Linked DNA regions of Sus scrofa: regions 1 and 2 are each linked to region 3. Evidence: chromatin contacts called from public Hi-C and HiChIP or PLAC-seq data. All regions are on one chromosome and are shown on one strand. The core of a region is the stretch at or near the end of the contact, and the rest is flanking DNA. Distances in the headings are between cores, read along the strand shown.

What was found. A called contact is a pair of places that touch in the nucleus more often than the background predicts. HiChIP or PLAC-seq counts read pairs in DNA pulled down with a chosen protein or histone mark.
Region 1: an H3K27ac HiChIP or PLAC-seq map of alveolar macrophages shows a contact between it and region 3. The contact joins the promoter of PIP4K2C here to the promoter of CDK4 in region 3. A contact is called at or near these places in 2 of 5 promoter capture datasets (fetal skeletal muscle and liver) and 2 of 2 datasets of contacts at active chromatin or transcription factors (alveolar macrophages and skeletal muscle).
Region 2: a contact with region 3 is called in a Hi-C map of liver, with 3 times the contacts expected there. The contact joins the enhancer-like site here to the promoter of CDK4 in region 3. A contact is called at or near these places in 1 of 5 promoter capture datasets (fetal skeletal muscle), 2 of 47 Hi-C or Micro-C datasets (embryonic fibroblasts and liver) and 1 of 2 datasets of contacts at active chromatin or transcription factors (alveolar macrophages).

What each region holds. Positions count from the first base shown.
Region 1 is chr5:22,852,721-22,855,420 of Sscrofa11.1, forward strand. It overlaps PIP4K2C (phosphatidylinositol 5-phosphate 4-kinase type-2 gamma), which reads left to right and starts at 1,422. Exons shown (of 11, transcript XM_021091878.1): 1 at 1,422-1,864. The coding sequence starts at 1,691.
Region 2 is chr5:23,183,225-23,185,924 of Sscrofa11.1, forward strand. All of the region lies in intron 1 of ATP23 (mitochondrial inner membrane protease ATP23 homolog), which reads left to right. Among named protein-coding and RNA genes, the nearest start is that of ATP23, 7.7 kb to the left of the region's middle. Within about 2 kb of position 1,402, at least 64 of the 83 cell types and tissues checked have an H3K27ac peak or open chromatin away from gene starts, as enhancers often do. A contact at or near this core is called in fetal skeletal muscle and liver, where this site is marked.
Region 3 is chr5:23,040,709-23,043,408 of Sscrofa11.1, forward strand. It overlaps CDK4 (cyclin dependent kinase 4), which reads right to left and starts at 1,251. Exons shown (of 8, transcript NM_001123097.1): 1 at 1,185-1,251; 2 at 503-739; 3 at 208-343; 4 at 1-90. The coding sequence starts at 720.

The DNA.
Region 1 (2,700 bases), core at 172-2,671, 190 kb before region 3:
TTACCTCTGTCTGCACAGATCCTTTCCTTTCTCCCTTCTGACAAGTGATAAATCTCCCTTTCCTGGACTAAATCAAGTCCCTTCTAGATCCTTCATTTTTGAGATACTTACACATATATATTCACCAATATATAAAACAACTAAAAGTGATGCCGACTTGGGCAGTTTGCATCTTCTTTGTTAACTTCTGTATCAACGATTTCTCCCTACCCCTTGGTAAGGTCTCCCTTAAAAGTGTGTTTTACAGCATGTTTCTCTATAAGCCACTCACTACCCACCTTGTTTTCTCACAACCCAACTTCCTAAAAAAGTCCCAAGCGCCTCCTCCCCACTTCTTTATCTCCCATTCATCCCTCAGCCCGCCTTGATCTGGCTCTGGCTCTACTGAAAATGTGTTCCAAAGGTCACTAGTTGCCAAAGACACTGGGCAGTTCTCCATCCTCGTCTTGCCTCACCTCTCCATGACATCTGACACTGCTCTCCATTCCTTCCTCTCTTGAAACTCAACTTCCTTAGCTTTTGTGACCCTGCTCTCCTGGCCCTTTTACTTCTCTGGCCACCCCTTTGCAGTCTTCTCCCTGGTTTATACCAGGGTTCAGCTCTTGGTCTCTCCTTGCTCTCCCTTGGGAGTTGTCATCCACACAGATTCGTGGACAATAATTAAGTCTGTATCTCCAGCCTAGACCATTCTGCTGAACACTAGGCCCATATGTCCAGCTGCCCTCAGGCACCTCAAACACATTCCAAATTGAACTAATGTTTTCACTAAAACTGCTCCTTTTCTTCACTGCCATCATTCTTCGCCTTTGCCAAAAGTCAGATTTCTTCTCAACATCTCCCTTTCCTGCAAATCCCAATCCACTAGGAATTTTCCAAATTGACATCAAACTATATACCTTTATATGCCATCCCCTTTTTCCCAACCCAATAGCCATTGTTTGTTTTATTTATTTAATGATTTTTATTTTTTCCATTATAGTTGGATCACAGTGTTGTGTCAATTTTCTACTGTACAGCAAAGTGACCCAGTTACACATACATATATACATTCGTTTTCTCACATTTTCCTCCATCATGCTCCATCATAAATGACTAGATATAGTTCCCAGTGCTATATAGCAAGATCTCATTGCTTATCCATTGCAAAGGCAATAGTTTGCATCCCAATAGCCACTGTTTTAGTTCCTCATCTGGTGCCTACACTGTTGCAATACTCTGGTCACCCTCCAGAGCGATGCTTGAGTGGTCCTTCTAAAAGCACAAAAACCACTTAGGGGATTCTCTTCGTAAAGTAATCCTTTCGGGTTAGCCTCAGGCGGTAGGTTATTCCCAGAAACTGGGCAAAACCGGAAGGCGGCGACTTTGCAGCAAAGAAGCCCTCGACTGGGCGGTTAATCAGGCTGGCCCAGACGGCATCCCCATCGCCTGGGTGACCGGCCTGGGCCTCCGCACTGCTAACAGCGATCAGGGTACCAGGTTTCCGCGCGCCTTCCCCGGCGCCAGGTGAGCCCACCTTCTGCGCAGGCGGGCGGGCGCCAGGAGGGCGGAGTCGGCCCGCCCCGCCCGGCTCGCGCGCCTGCGGGCCAGCCTCCGGTCACATGACAGAGGCGCAGGTGAGCGCCGCTTCCGGGGTCGGGCGCTCGCATCGCGACCGGCTCCGGCTTTCACTCGGTAGAGTGCGCCGGAGACTATGGCGTCCTCTTCAGTCCCGCCGGCCACTATACCGGCGGCGACAGCGGCCCCCGGCACGGGCTTTGGCTTCGCCTCCAAAACCAAGAAGAAACATTTCGTGCAGCAGAAGGTGAAGGTGTTCCGGGCGGCCGACCCGCTGGTGGGCGTGTTCCTGTGGGGTGTAGCCCACTCGGTGAGACTCGGCCCTGGCCCCACCGCTGCCCAGTCCGAACCCCTTAGCTCCTGCTCCTCCGGGCGTACCTGTTTCCTGGCTCCCGCCTCCGGAGCCCCTCGCGCTGCACGTTTTCCTCGGGCTGTTCTGGTCCTTGCCCACCTACCCTGAGGTGTTCTCCCAGCGTACCATTTCGCTCTAGACTTTTTTTTTTTCTTTTCCTGAACGTAGACTTTTGTCTCTCCCTGCGCCCTTTACTCCTCCGTTGAGGTTCTATCTTCCCCACCTGAAATCCAGCTCCCTGCCTTTTTCCTGCCAGTTACAGCCTCAGCCCCAGGTCAGGGCGACCGGCCTGGACCCGGCTGCATCCGGAAGGACTTTAGGGGGAGTAGCTCTTCTGGGTTGGTGGTGGTGAGGACGCCGGTGAGAGTGTGAATATAGAAGGGGAGCGGGGAGGGGAGCTGGTCGTGAGGGAGCTGGTCGTCACTCTCCTTTGCACCTTGCTTTCTGGGTCGCTGTCCTGGACTTTGGAACTTTGGCTTTGAGGAGAAGCCCCAGGCTTCCTGGACGTTCTAATCCTGCATGTCCCATACCTTCCCTTACAGAGGTACAGGCATTTCAGAAAAGCTACTGCCCTGAACCCAGGGGTGGCATTGACTGGGGACTTAATATATATTTGCTTTTAAGGCTTTGGTCTTAAAGGCAATCCATTGCGGGCTGGAGTAATGGTATTTGGTGTAAGTGGGGGTCATCTTTGACCAAAGAGATGGCTCAGGAGCTCTGGTCCTGGGGATACTATGGTGGTAAAACTTTAGAAGCAGGAAACTGCTGTAGATGGTATGGCCTGGGAATCAGGA
Region 2 (2,700 bases), core at 152-2,651, 140 kb after region 3:
ACAGGCTTCTGTCCTGGGAGGCAGAGTGGGGAGCAGAATGTCAGGGCTCAGGGCAGGGGTGCTGTCTATCCTGTTCCCACTGTCCCCTCATTGCCCAGCTCAGGGCCAGGCACACAGAAGGCGCTTGCTGAATAACAATGAAGCTGGTATTTGTCTGAACGCATGGAGTTCTACTCTCTTGAATTCCTATGCTAACCTCTAGTTTTCTTCTTCAGGGTTTAAAGAATGATGGAGAATATTTGCCTAACCTGAGCTTTCTCCTTCAGGAACGATCTTACCCTTGATGTGGCAGAGGGCATGGAGGCCCTGTTCAGGGAAAACCATCTCAGCATAAAGACCCTCCATCTGGGGAGGGAAGGGAGGTGGGAGGAGGGCCAGAATGACCTCTCAGGGTCCAGCTGGCTCTGCCAGTATGCAGAGGGTGGACTGAAATTCACCAAGCTGTGCTGGTGATGGCCAAGGTCACTGCAAGATGATGCATTAGCAACTTCGTTAATTGCATCATGTTTTTTTCCTCCCTGTGACACTGCTGGGCTTATGCCTCATCCCCAGCAGATGACCAATGGAGGAAAAGCAAATGGAATTCAAACCTTTTTGACAAGACTTAACTCCTGGAAGTGGTTACTCTGAGGAGCAGTGGGTTTCCTTCCTTGGACAATTTCAGGGCCCATCACTGTGCTTTATGCAAAGCACAACCTACTGAGGGAGATCTGTCCTCCCCTCCTTGCTTTGCGCCCCGAGAAAGTCCCCCCCCCCCCAGCTTCTCCTGGGCTTGGTTTTAGAAGTGATGGCTAATCCTCTCCCCTGCAAGCACTTCCTGGAAGGGCTTGGTATAGGATGTCTCCAGAGACAGTGGGGTGTTGAGAAGATCTCTTCAGGCTTTGCCCACTCCCCAGTTTCTGCATCTCAGGAGAACCTAAGCATTTCCTTTCCTTCAGAAGTTGTCAGAGTTAACTCCGAGTAGGCGTGGGTTCCTTGTAGTTACACCACCCTCTAATATTTAAAAGATCTGTGCTGGTTCTTAGGGCCTGCGAATCATGTATTTATTTTCCTTGGCTCTGGCTGGAAAGGACAGACATCGCTTTTTTTTTTTTTTCTTTCCCTGAAAGCTAGGTCCTCTGGGCTAAACACAACCGCCTCTCAGCTCTAGAAATGGCTGATTTTCATCATGCCCTTTACCGACCAAATTATTTCTTAAATTGCTCTCCCTCCTGCTGGGTGTTCAGGACACAGGAGCCAGTCTGGAGGGGCCCCTGGCTTTTCTTCCCCGCCCCGCGGAGGACTTGGAGGAAAGCCTCAGTTTCTCCTTTGGCCCGAAGGGGGCAGGCGGCAGGGGAGGGGATGCTCCGGCCGCGCTCTTGAACGTGACCCACCGCTAGACCGCTGGGGAGCAAACCACCGCGCCCCGCGGCTGAACGCCGCCCTCCGCTGGCGTCTGGGGCCACCGGGAGGCGCCGCAGGAATGAGGCACCGTGGACCGAGGCCTTTTCGGTGTTCGCCGCGCTCCTGCCCCACAAGGCTCCCGCGCTCGCGGAGGGGAGGCTCGGGGCACCCCCGGTCCCCCTCCCCTGCAGCCCAGCCCGGCTGCCGGGGCCCCTCTGGGAAGGGCTGGAGGCGACGCGAGGAGGGGGCCGGGGGAGGAGGGAGCGTTCCTGCAAATCACATGATTTTCCCGCTTATATAAATCACAGCTTGTTTTTCTCAACTGGCTGCAGACTTAAAGGTGCAGTGTCTTCTTTCTCTCCCAAGGGCAGGGGTGCTCCGGGGTGCTTCGGACGGCCCTCCAGCTGGCTGCAGGTGGCTTCACCAGTGAGAATGTTAGGGCTTAGGGTTTAGGGAGCCCCCCAACTCCACCCCATACTCGAGGATGTTTCCTTTTAGCCGGAGACCAGGGAAGGTCTTGGAAATATGACCACCAAATGAGCAGACAGAGCCAACCTGGGTTGGCGGTGTCCCTCAGACCTCTCTGGAGACCGGGTGCCCCAGAGAATGGCTGATGCCCTCCGGGGGACCCTGATCTGAGGGCTCAGGATGAGGTTGTCCTGTGGGAGATCTGTAGTGGCCAAAATCAGGCTTCCAAGGCTAATGCTTGTTATCCTGACCAGCTCTGGTTATTTGAGGCCAACATACGTGGGAAGAAAAAGGAAATCAACATCCGTGTTTTAAGCTCCTACTATCTAAGTATTGGGCACTGCAGGGAGAAATCAAGACCCAATAGACAATCTTCCCCTTCAAGTGGTTTATACTGTTTGGGGTGATGAGATACAGACTTGGGAGAGATTACAATAGCACTAGTGCGTTTCAAGCCTGTTCCAGGCTAAACAGAAGAGTTACAAGGCAGTACATAATTACTGCCTGATGAACAGTATGGGTAATGAGTCCTGCAGGCTTTGAAGGGAGGGCTGGCAGGCCTGGGCTGAGAGGTGGCAGGAGGGAGGAGGGGACAGCCTCCTGGGGGCCCTGGGAGCCACAGGTGGGGAGGAGAGCGGAGGAAAGGAGCTTGGTAGGGGGAGGGGTGTGTGCAGCCAGCAATTCTTTGCTAAACAGGAACTGAGAAATGGAGAATGAGGCGAAGACTGGCAGCCACGGGGCCAGATGCAGGCTGTCTAGAGAGAGGGCAGGGCTGAGGGCCAGTTTGATTTGATGAAGGCAGCCTGCCATCCAGTGAAGGTGCAGGGCAGGTACATGGAGTGATGTATC
Region 3 (2,700 bases), core at 1-2,500:
AACCAGAATGTTCTCTGGCTTCAGGTCTCGATGAACGATGCAGTTGGCATGAAGGAAATCTAGGCCTCTTAGAAACTGACGCATCAGATCCTGGTTTAGAAGGGGGAGGTACAGAGAAACTGGAAACTAGGCATCATACTGGAAGCCACAACAGATGCTACTACAAAGATCCCAGTTTACTTCTCAGTATATGTCCATCCTACTCACCTTGATGGTCTCCACCGGCAAGCCTGGTGGGGGTGCCTTGTCCAGATATGTCCTTAGATCTTGGTCCACATGCTCAAACACCAGGGTCACTTTGGTCTCTCGATCAGTTCGGGCAGTGGCACAGACATCCATCAGCCTGGCCAGAACAAAAGGTCACTCAGTGATCAATCATCTTTGACCTAACATGGCTTCCCCTATTCCTTCAGGGTCCCCACTTCTTTCAACCACCACTCCCCACCTACAGGTTGTCTATTCCTTTTTACTACCCACTCCCAACCCTCCACCTTCTTCTCACCGGACAACATTGGGATGCTCGAAAGCCTCCAGCCGGCGCAGTAAGGCCACTTCACGAACCGTGCTGATGGGCAGGCCCCCTCCAGCACCTCCTCCATTGGGGACTCTTACGCTCTTGAGGGCCACAAAGTGGCCACTGTGGGGATCCCGTGCTTTGTACACGGTCCCATAGGCACCAACACCAATCTCCGCCACTGGTTCATACCGGGAGGTAGCCATTCTCAGACCAGATGAGACCCTACAATCACAGAGACTCCTGCCACCAAATTCCCTTCCAGAGTTCAAATAGTTATGAGCCTGCGGCAACAAAGTGTCTCGCACAAAACATATCCCAAAGACAACAAGAGCAGCATCCCGTCCCTTCCCCAAATTTCCATAAGGCCGACCCCCCTAGGTAACACAATGATTAACCAAAAGCCCTCCAGCCACGTGAGGCCCTAGAATTAAAAAATTCCTTCTTCTTTGGGACTATCAAGCCCTGTACAAGGGAAATCCCACACGACACACCCCCTGCATTGAAGACCCTTCACCTAGTCCTTTAAATTACACCTCCCTATGACCACAAAGGAACATACTACACCCTGCACCACTTCCCGCCCTCGAGCGACCCTTCCAGACCAGCCCGCGTAGGAAGCCGGGGAGGACTAGAATGGTCCCTATTCCTGGAAGGGGGCTACACTTACCTCGCCCCGTGTCAGGAGCTGCGGGGGCGGCCCGTTATCGGGGCCCCGGAGCCGGTTCTTGCAGCGCCATGCACTCGAGCTCTGTCTGGGGCAGCTGGACTCTACGGGCCCGACCATAGACATAGGCCGCAGGCTAGAGCGGCCCCCTTTGCCCCCACCCTCACCATGTGACCAGCTGCCAAAGAGGCGCGCGGAAACTGGCAGGGCGGGGCGAATGTGCCGGACGTTCGGAACACGTGACCAGAGTACGCGTGCGCAGAAAGGCAGCTTGGAGCCTATTTGACCGGGAAGGGGGCGGGGAAGGGAAAGGGGCGGAGGGGCGATGGCAGCCACGTGATCTGTTGCTATCACACGTGACCGCTTGACTGCTTGGAGGAGCAGAGGTGTGGTTACGCTGTAGGGCACGTGACTGGCTGCCGTAACTCTGGCGAGGGGGGGGCGGGAGCCTAGAGAAGGTGGAGTCCAATACGGTGCCATGGCAACCTGGGCCACCCAGATCCCAATTCCCCATTGCAGGCCGAGCCGGAGCGCCAACTCCAGTGTCACTATGCGTCTGTCACTCTATATGCAGAGTGGGGGGCCTGGGGACGTGAGGAGGTGCTGTCGCCTTTATGTACCACCGCCATCGGAAAACATATTCTCATTTGTGTCTTTGTTTCATTCACTCATTCAACAAATTTTTACCGAACGCTTACTTCCTGTGTAAATGTACGGTTTTTGCTACATGAGTTTTTTTGGTGTCTCAGGCACTAGCCCTTTAAGGTAGTGAAAAGGCTATATGTAAAGATATAGCCGGCAGCGTGATCATATAAAATAGAGAGGACACAATACCCGTTTTAGGGCAAAACTAGCATTAAAGGACTGATGGAAGGCAGATAAATACAGTAATCCAACAGGAAGCGTGGCAAGGTAGTGTGCCTTCACCTCTTCAGAACTTCCATTTCTCCCTGGGAGTGTTAAAGCAGAATCTAGATACCTCCTGGCAGAGAGGTTATTAATGAGCTGGAAACAGGAATACTTGACCTTTAAGGTTCTTTTCCAGAGTTCCTGCTGTGGTGCAGCGGGGTGAGATCCGTTGAGTTAGTTGTCTCTGTGGTGGCACAGGTTCAACCCTACCAGGCGCAGGGGGTTAGCGATCCCACGTTGATACATCTGCAGCTCGGATTCAGTTCCTGGCCGGGAACTTCCATATGCCACAGGTGGGGCCAAAAAAAAAGTTTCTTTTCTGCACTAAGATGGTGTGTGTGTGTGTGTGTGTGTGCACGCGCGCGCGCACGCTATTATATACATCATATACAGATGGATATAGGAATGAGTGTGTGCAAGGAAGTTACCACCACATTGCATAAAAATGACTATGCCCTTGTCCAAACCTTCTAACTTTTTATATGGGGCCATTGAGTGGCCTTCTCTTCCACCAGTGCAAGCTTCCTTAGCCTTTGTCCCTCCACAGAACAAATGTTCCCCACTCACAGACATCTAGGTAGGCAATAGGCAGGTTTCTCTGGCTTCTCTT